Regions from separate parts of the Mus musculus genome. Here region 1 is linked to region 2. A link is a contact called in public promoter capture Hi-C data. All regions are on one chromosome and are shown on one strand. The core of a region is the stretch at or near the end of the contact, and the rest is flanking DNA. Distances in the headings are between cores, read along the strand shown.

The links. Capture Hi-C pulls out chosen DNA fragments and counts their contacts.
Region 1: a promoter capture Hi-C map of adipose tissue shows a contact between it and region 2. The contact joins the promoter of Cnpy2 here to the promoter of Rbms2 in region 2. A contact is called at or near these places in 8 of 39 promoter capture datasets (the 3T3-L1 cell line, the C10 cell line, the HPC-7 cell line and 5 more), 1 of 484 Hi-C or Micro-C datasets (embryonic stem cells), 4 of 115 datasets of contacts at active chromatin or transcription factors (the SCID.adh cell line, embryonic stem cells and trophoblast stem cells) and 2 of 9 other capture datasets (adipose tissue and pancreatic islet).

Annotation. Positions count from the first base shown.
Region 1 is chr10:128,320,842-128,325,823 of GRCm38.p6, reverse strand. Cnpy2 (canopy FGF signaling regulator 2) reads right to left here and starts at 3,365. Exons shown (of 6, transcript NM_019953.1): 1 at 3,049-3,365; 2 at 2,382-2,494; 3 at 2,125-2,240. The coding sequence starts at 2,469. It overlaps Pan2 (PAN2 poly(A) specific ribonuclease subunit), which reads right to left. Exons shown (of 26, transcript NM_133992.3): 26 at 4,466-4,982.
Region 2 is chr10:128,173,184-128,177,947 of GRCm38.p6, reverse strand. It overlaps Rbms2 (RNA binding motif, single stranded interacting protein 2), which reads left to right and starts at 1,380. Exons shown (of 13, transcript NM_019711.2): 1 at 1,380-1,598. The coding sequence starts at 1,533.

The DNA of each region.
Region 1 (4,982 bases), core at 2,116-4,615, 150 kb before region 2:
CCTGCAACTATGTAGACCAGGCTGGCCTTGAACTCATAGAAATCTACCCCCAACTCCCAATCTGTGTCCCCGAGAATCCCTATTAACTTCCAAGAACCAGCAGTGCACAGCGTAACTCACAACCTGCACTCCAGGCAAATGTACAATCCTATTTTGCCTGATTATAAAACACGCACCAATATCCTTAGCTCCGAATTATAGGCAAAAACCACTTTGATCAACTATAATGAACTATGGTTTTTTTCCCCCCGTGAACTTGTTTAGTTTTTTTTTTGTGGACATAGATATTTATTATTTATTAAAATAACATTAAAAGCCAGATATATTGTCACCTTTAATTCCAGTACCCAGGAGGCAGAGGTAGGCAGATGTCTGTAAGTTCAAGGCCAGCCTGTTCTACATAGTGAGCTCCTTGGAACACCCAGGGCTGCAGAGTCTTGGAAATAAAATAAAAAACCAACCAAACAAAAATGTAAAGAGGGGGTATAGGTTTCGATGACAGCACACCAACATGCGTCACAGAAATGTTTCCTTGATGGGACTGGAGAGATGGCTCAGTGTTTAGGGAACACTGGCTGATTTCCCAGGGGTCTGGGTTTACACATGGCAGCTCACAACTGTTTTTTTTTTTTTTTTTGGTTTTTCGAGACAGGGTTTCTCTGTGTAGCTCTGGCTGTCCTGGAACTCACTCTGTAGACCAGGCTGGCCTCGAACTCAGAAATCCGCCTGCCTCTGCCTCCCGAGTGCTGGGATTAAAGGCGTGCGCCACCACGCCTGGCTTTTTTTTTTTTTTTTAAGATTTATTTATTTATTATATGTAAGTACACTGTAGCTGTCTTCAGACACTCCAGAAGAGGGAGTCAGATCTCGTTATGGATGGTTGTGAGCCACCATGTGGTTGCTGGGATTTGAACTCCGGACCTTTGGAAGAGCAGTTGGGTGCTCTTACCCACTGAGCCATCTCACCAGCCCTCACAACTGTTTTTAACTCCACCCTCACACAGACATGGATTCAGGCAAAACACCAATCCACATAAAGTAAAAATAAATCAATCATTAAAATAAATTTCCTTGCATATTTCTTACTAGGTATAGCTTTAACTTATGCTTCTAGCTAATATAAATTTCTTGAATACAAAGACTTTTTTTAAAAAAATGATTTATTTTTATTTTATGCACGAGTGTTTGCTTGCATGTATACATGCCTGGTGATCACAGACACCGGAAGGAAATGTTTGATTCCCCAGAATGAGTTATGAGCCACTACATGGGTGCTAGAATCTGAGCCAAGTCCTCTGCAACAGCAGCATGTTCTCCTAACCACGGAACCATCTCTCTAGCTCCAGGGAAGACTTTGAGGGCAGGCATCACAGGAGTGTACCAGTATGCTGGGTTTATGGGATGTTAAGGGCCAAACACAGGGTTCTGTGCATGCGAGGCTAGCACTCTATCAACTGAGCTACATTCCCAGCTGGACAAGACCTCTTATTCTTTTTTTAAATAAATGTATATATACAATACTGCTATAGTGAAACAAGAGACATGCGGACTGGGGATGAGGAGAAACAGACTAATCAAGACCTAACTTCTACAGCAGAAACAATTAATTGAGGTTTGGGGCAAAGAAATACGTGGTTATAACTTTCCAGGCTCTTCCAGATAGGCAGAACCCAACTGCTCTGCTGTTTGTGTACTAGGATTACAGGCATGCAAATACCATAAGTGGCTTAGAGCCCAGTCCTTCTGATACACAATCAATGTTCTGGCTCCTTGGTTGTTTGTTTGTTTGGTTGGTTTTTTGAGATAGGGTTTCTCTCTATAACAGCCTTGGCTGTCCTGGAACTCTCTTTGTAGACCAGGCTGGCCTCAAATTCAAGATCAGCCTGCCTCTGCTGGGATTAATGATATGTACCATCACACCAGGCTGTTTCTTTTCTTTTCGAAGACAGTACCTAATTCTATGGGGTAGACCAGAACTAGAACTCAGAAAGATCCTTCTGGTCCCGCCTCTGAGGGTTGAGATCATTATCATTACAGGTCGAATGACTTCCTGCTTTCTTCTCTTCGAACAAGTTCATACTCTAAGCCCGAGTGAGCTACTTTATTTGAGGGATAGTAAATTACCTCCACAACTGACTGGCTGCCATCTGGATTGATTCGGAAGGATCCCATCTGAATGGTCTTCTTGGGGTCCACGCGGGCAATTTCCCACTCTAATTCATCCACCAGAGCCCTGCAAGCTGGTGTCAGGGAAGAGAACAGGGAGTGGGGATGGTGAGGGGAATGAGGGTTTTTCTATCCATCCTTGTTCCAAGCTTTGGATCTCATGACTCCCACGGGTCATCTTCCTCCCACTTCTCCACTGGTCTTCGTGCTTTTACCTCCACAGTGTAGATCTTGGCTCCTTCGAGCCCAGGCAGTTCCCAGCAGGACCCCCAAAAGTAGGGCTAGCCAACCCCAGCCTTTCATCTTTAGTGTAACAGGGTCGCTCCACCTGGATTTGTATGAAAATGAAACACAGGTGTGAGGAGAGCGATCCATTTCCCCCATGACCGTCACCCCTCATTCCAAGGCCTTCAGAGGCCTTGGTGTGATTCGGATTGTTTTCCAGGAAAAAACCTCGTTACAAACACCCGAGGGACCGGAGTTCGGGATGGGGGAATAGGGAGTGAGAGCTCGGGACTGGGACTCAGATCCAGAAACTATGTCCTCCACAGGTGAGGGCCTGGGTTTTGATACTTTGAGGACACTGAGGACTCACAGAGCTATGCAGTAGCTTTGAGATGGAGGTTATCGATTACGTGAGAATGACGGGCAGAAAGGAGCTGCCAGCAAGGAACCAGTCAGGCCATGAAGCCAGCGAGCACACTCCATAACCAGGGCCTATGTGGACCTAGCACCAAGGGTTCCGGAATCCCCATCTCTAGAATGTAAGTAGCTCCCGTGCAGACAGACCAGCCCCTTTTGTAAGGACTCCGCCATCGCTTTGCTCGGGTCCATTCCCAACCTCAGTGCGCCCACAGCCTCTGACGCTCGCATCTGTCCCACCTCTGCTCCCACGGCCGCCGCCGTGGCCCAGGCTCTGGAAAGCAGCCGGACTCTCACTTTGTTTTCTGTGGGTCCCAACCCTAGCAGCTGGCTGGGAAAAACGGGGCTGTCCCGGCTTCTCCAGAGCGCTCCGGCTCCCGCCAGGTTCAGGGTGGCCAGTGACCGCCTGGCCCAGCTTCCCGCACTTAACTAGGCACCTAAGCGGAGATCTGAGGGTCCCGTGCGAGCCCCCCACCGAAACTGACCCTAAGCCCGCCCCTCCAAACTCTCGCGCGAGCAGGCAGCTTTAGGAGCGCCTCCGAGGCAGCGAGGACCCCTTGGAAGACTTGAGGACCCAGACTTGCGTGGCGAATTGGTTCACGTGACCAACCAAAGAACAAAGGTAGCCTAGCTTACAGTGAGGACCGAGCGCATGGGGTGCCTGGGGAAATTGCATCAGTCCAGGTGGGCTAGGACTTGCAAACAGATGCAATTAGTAGTGGGAGAGAAGCCTAGGTTTCAATGCACAAAGATTTCATGATACAGCAAACTACATTTCCCAGGAAGCACTGCAGTACCACTCTGCCAGTAGCTACAGGTCTTTTTCTTTCTTAAAAAAAAAACAAACAAACAAACAAAAAAACTAGTTTTTAAAACAACTTCCTTCTTGTACCAAATTAATAAATGATCGTCATTAGGTATGTATTGGGTAATATCATTTTTGGTATTATCTGCCTTTTCAGGCAGGTTCTTGGAGATTTCTCTTAATTTATCCTCTGAGGATGGGGGTGTGGGTTATATTACGGTCAATATTCTTCTTAGCTCTCACGCTGTGAATAGAGCAATTCCTCTCTGAATTTTCGGCACACCGCAGGTACTGTCATGAGTGAAGCAGTGTCTTGCTATGTAGCCCAGGATGCCTTGAACTCAACTCCCCATCGCAGGCTGGTTGGGGACTGTGGTTCTCAACTGCTCCGCTGTTAGGATAACAGGTTGACACCACGCCTTAAGGTCTTGAGATAAACTGGGATTTGTGATCGCTTTATGTATTTAGGGTGCTAGGCAACTACAGCAAAGACCGAACACCGTCCAGGGGAAGAACAATTATGTTCCTCCTGGTGCCCGGCATGGTGGCGCATGCCTTTAATCCCAGCACTTGAGAGGCAGAGGCAGGCGGATTTCTGAGTTCTCGAGGCCAGCCTAGTCTACAAAGTGAGTTCCAGGACAGCCAGGGCTACAGAGAAACCCTGTCTCAAAAAACAAACCAAAAACCAACCAAACAAACAAAAAAACAAAAAAACTATGTTCCTCCTGGATCCATTCATTCTGGGACTCAGAATCTTCATTTCTAGGTGTGGATCTGAAAACACAGTTTTCATTTTCTCATTGTTTGGTGAAGTCAAATCAAAGAAAGAAAGAAGCCAAAGAATCCCACACTAGCGGTTTTCTAATGAGATAAAAATACTTTTATTTTATAAAACATGCTGTTTTAAGCAAAATTTTTAAAAAATAAAACAAAACTCGAGATAGAATGTATGGAAGACAGATACTTCTCAGCTGTGGTCAGGAATGAAGCCAGTAGCTCAGCTTCCTGCACACCGGTTTGATTGGCCCATTGAGACTCTACAAGCTGGTCCACCCAGCCACCGTCTCTCAAGCAGCTAGATGCTGGAGCTGCCTGGGTCTCTGTACCCTGTGACTGTCCAGGACTTCAGTTCTCTAGCAGACTGGGAACTGAGAGTTCTGGTTCTAGAGCTCTTTTGTACAGATATCAGTTGCCCAGGATATTTATTACGAACACCAATCACTCCACCTGGGTCACTTTAGGCTTTGTTTCTGGCCCACTGTTTTGCAGAGGATAAAGGGGGAATCTGGCAGCTAGAACCTTTGCAACAATTTTGCTGCTTTCCAGTTCTATTAATAGCACCATCTGTAGACCCTGAGCAGATCCAGTT
Region 2 (4,764 bases), core at 131-2,630:
ATTTGAACTCGGGACCTTCGGAAAAGCAGTTGGCACTCTTAACCACTGAGCCATCTCGCCAGCTCCAAGATACTTTTTTTTTAATGTTAAAAAAATTAGCTTGGCAGTGGGGGTGCACACCTTTGATCCCAGCATTTGGGAGGCAGGGGTAGGCAGATATCCAGGCCAGCCTGGTCTACAGAGTGAGTTCCAGAACATTCAGGGCTACACAGAGAAACCCTGTCTCAAAAAATAAAAAATAAAACATTGTGTGTGTATGTGTGTCTCTGTGTGTGTTTTGTGTACTTATGTATGTGTATATACGTATGCATGTGTATATGATGGGGGGGGGGAGTGGGAGAGGGAGAGAGAGCACACATGTGTGAGCATGCTGGTATCCATGGAAGCTAGTGGCCATAGAGGTGACTGTGAGTCACCTCATGTGGATGCTGGGAATCAGCTGTGCTCTCCTGGAGTAGCAGCCATGCTCTTAACCCCTGAGCCAGCTCTCCAGACTCCAAAATCTTTCTTACTGCATCAAGATCACCCTAATATAAGCTGGGCCTGGGCGTGGTGGTGCACACCTTTAATCCCAGTACTCGGGAGGCAGAGGCAGGTGGATTTCTGAGTTCGAGGCCAGCCTGGTCTACAAAGTGAGTTCCAGGACTGCCAGGGCTACACAGAGAAACCCTGTCTCAAAAACCAAAAAAAAAAAAAAAAAAAATCACCCTAATATAAACTAGTCTGAGCTCTGAGCTCTCACACACGGTATTGCCATATAGTCTTCTTTCCATGCTCTGGGAGGCAGTCAAGATGGTCCTTTTACACTAAGCTTGATGTCTTTAAATATATATATATATATATATATATACTATTTCATTTATTTCTTTTTGTATGTGCATATGTGGGCATGCCACATTGGGTGCTGGGGTCGGGGGAGAAAAATTTTTGGTAGCTGGTTCTCTCCTTCTACCATGTAGATCTGGGAACTGAGCATAGGCCTGGCAACTTACTAAGACATTTTTCAGGCCAAGTTTGAAATCTTGTAGCTGAGATCTCAGGGAAAGAAAGCTTCAAATCAAAACAAAACAACAACAAAAACCATTGTCTTTTATTAATAATAGGTTAATTGTCTTTTCATAATAATCAGAACTTGTTCATGGAGAAACAGGGTTACATTTGAAAAGGATTAGACCTAAGAATTCTTCTTTCTAGCTTGAACTAAGCCTATGAAAACCAAAACCAAAACAGAACATCCCGGGCATTAGGACCCAGTGGAAGTGGCTCGTTCTGACTTTGGGTTAACTTCTCTCAGTGACGTAAGGAGCAGACCTAGCTCATTCTTCCCCGCAGGCCCCCCCCCCACTCCCTCTCTCTCTCTTGCGTGCTCCTTTTCTCCTCTTTCTCCTCCCCCTCCCTTCTCCCTTCCCTCCCTCTTTCCCTCCCTTCCTCTCTCCCTCTCCTTTCCCCCTCCCCTCCTCCCTCCCTCTTTCTCCCTCCCTTTCCTTCACTCTCTTCTTTCTCTCTCTCAGCTCCGTAACAGTAAAGAAAAAATGCTGCTATCAGTGACTTCCAGGCCTGGGATTTCGACTTTTGGCTATAACAAGAACAACAAGAAGGTAGGAAAAAAGTGCTTTTGGGGAATCAGCTACTTCCTTTCCTAGGGATCCAGGAGCGCCCTTGGTTTTAGAATTCTCCTTTAAGAGGGGAACGAGATTCCTCTGTCCCCCTTCAGCGCCTCTCCTTCCACCGCGTCTTTCCTGCCTTTTTGCACCTGGTTCTGGAGTTAAAGGAATTTAGAGCAGAAGTTTGTGAGGCTGGAGGAGGCAGCGGAATAAAAACAACCAACTTTGCAAGTTTGTATCTTCTGAAACGAAGTTAGTCTGCCTGTCTGCTGCTGCGCCCATGGTCCCGGGGATAGTCTGACAACTCAGACCTTGTCCCTAGGCTCACACCCGGCAAGATTATTTTATCATTTTGGTTAATTGCATCCACCCTTACCCCCACCTCACTTCGCTTTTTACTCAACCCACCAGATAGCAGAAAAATTACAGGTAGTTTGAGAGGTCTCAAGGCTCATCAAGAATTAAGTGTGTGCTTCTAGACGAGAGACCCTACCCCACCCCACCCATCCTGGCAGAGGAATTTGGGGAGATAACATGCTTTGGGATTAAGGCAGAAAGCTCTGTGATTCTTTGGGTCATGCCTTTTGAGAGGATACTTGGAACCCTGCAGATAGCCAGGCTTAGCAAGGATCCCTGGAGTCTTTATGATTAACCCCTGGCTGCCTGAGGAGTTAAGGTATGTTTGAGTGAATGAACAGCCTGGAGAGAGATAGACAGGCTTGCCCACATTTGCCAGAGAGTATCCTTGGCAGTTTCTTGGCATTTTGTGGTATGCAATGCTGGAGGAGGAGCTTTGAGCCATAGCAGGAAGACTTTTTGGTCTCTTTTGAGCATTACAGCTGTTCTTTAAGAAAACACGTGGTGCAGAGATCTATGCTTGTTTGATGGAATGTTGGAGGTGGGGAGAGATTCATATCCTCGTGGACCTGAAAAGACCATTTCAGAGACTCGAATACTAGTATCTCATCAGGGCAGTACTCTGGTGGGTAGTTTATGTGGTTTTCATTCTGTTTATGTGCTTAAGAAAGAAAGCTCTACAGCCAGGTGATGGTGCAAGCCTTTAAATCTAGTACCCAGGAAGCAGAGGCAGTCCAATCTCTAAGTTCAACACCGGCCTGGACTACAAGCAAGTTCCAGGACAGCCAGAGCTACAGAGAGAAACCCTGTGTCAAAAAACAAACAAAAACAAAAAAAGAAATGAAGCTCTATGCATATTTTTGATTACACACATATACAAACATTATATTATATATTTCAATAGGTATTAACTGATGCCCTTCTAATATATATATATGCATATATATATATGTTATATGTGTATATATGTATATATAATTCATTTTATATGTATGTGTGTTTGAAAGGGAACATTCCACCTATCTTTATTCTCCTCAGCTCTTTATAGTACTGTATACAAGTTTCATTCTCATTTTCTATTAGTTTTGGGTTTTGAGACATGGTCTCCGTCTTTGCTCCAAGTTGGCCTAAAACTCACTCTGTAGCCCAGGCTGGTCACAGGATCACAGATATGAATGAGCCATTGCCTCTTATCTTTTTCTTTCTTTCTTTCTTTCTTTCTTTCTTTCTTTCTTTCTTTCTTTCTTTCTTTCTTTCTTTCTTTCTTTCTCTTCCTTCCTTCCTTCCTTCCTTCCTTCCTTCCTTCCTTCCTTCCTTTTCTTCTTCTTCTTCTTCTTCTTCTTCTTCTTCTTCTTCTTCTTCTTCTTCTTCTTCTTCTTCTTCTTCTTCTTCTTCTTCTTCTTCTTTTTGGTTTTTTGAGACAGGGTTTCTCTGTATAGCCCTGGCTGTCCTGGAACTCACTCTGTAGACCAGGCTGGCCTCGAACTCAGAAATCCACCTGTCTCTGCCTCCTAAGTGCTAGCCTTCCTTTCTTTCTAATTTGGTTTTATTATGTAGCCCAACTGGCCCTCAAACTTGTAATCCTCCTGGCTCAGCCTTCCCAGGGCTCCTACTACACAGCCTCTTCTGATTCTTTTTCCCCTCCAAGTTTCTCAGGATACCCATTAGAATAAAAGGAAATGGATTTTCTCTTTCAGGTTGTTATGTATTTGAATATATCTAAAATATTTTCTCAGTTCTCCTTTCCCTTTGGAGTATGGGGGATGTCTAAGATTTAGTTTCCTTCTTTTTTTTCTTTTTGTTTTTTTGTTGATGCTGATGCTGGGGATGGAACGTGTGGCCTTGCACATGCACTTGGTGACTAAGCCAACAGCCAGATGTTTAGATTGTAAGTGTAGGAGAACTTGGGGACCAAGAGATAGGACTGCAGATTTCAACTTAATCTCATATCTCTTCCTGATAATTTATAAGGTCTGGGAAACAGTTCAGGAAATACTGTCTTTGGATAGGGTAGGAGTGGGAGCAGCTGCATAGTCACTAATTGTATTTGCCAAGAAGACCTTGGGGGATGGTGGGATGGCCCTGTGGGTGAAAGCAATTGTCGTTTCAAGCCCCAGGTCCCATGGTTGAAGGAGAAAGTCACTCCCTTCCTGAAATTTGTCCTGCTGTCTGCACACACAGTGTGGCATTGTGTACTCACTCAGAGAGATACACTAATGATAGCAAGAATAAAAAAATAAGTAATTAAAAAAAGCCTCTGGGGGTCTGTCAGGATGACTTAGATGGCAAAGGTCGTGCCTTCAAGCCTGAGTCCTATCTCGGGACCTATATTAGGTAGGAGACTCCCACAAGTTGTCCTCTGACCCCTACATGCACACAATAAATTAAAGTGTTAAGTGGAGAAAGCATTCTTTGGATTCTTACAAGCCAATGTTCTGAAACATCTAAGGAAGCCATATTTGCACTTTGTGCATATTGTGGCTGTGCACAAGACTGATGCTGTGTGTGTGTATGGGCTTGTGAACTTAGGGTACATGAACTGAAAGGGCTATGTTGCTCTCCATCTTGCTGTTGACACAGAGAGTTTGGTGCCTTTGTTCTTGTTTCAGAGAAGTGTTTCAATGTATTTTCTCATGTAAATCTGTGCTTTTGGGGGTGGGAGTGCGCTGGTCTTGTACATTTTTGATTCTTTGTATCCCTGGTTGGCTTGAAACTTACTCTGTAGCTGTGTATACCAAGCTGCTTTCAACTGCTCAATCTTCCTGCTTCAGTCTTCAGTTTCCCAAAATTATAGGCCAGTATC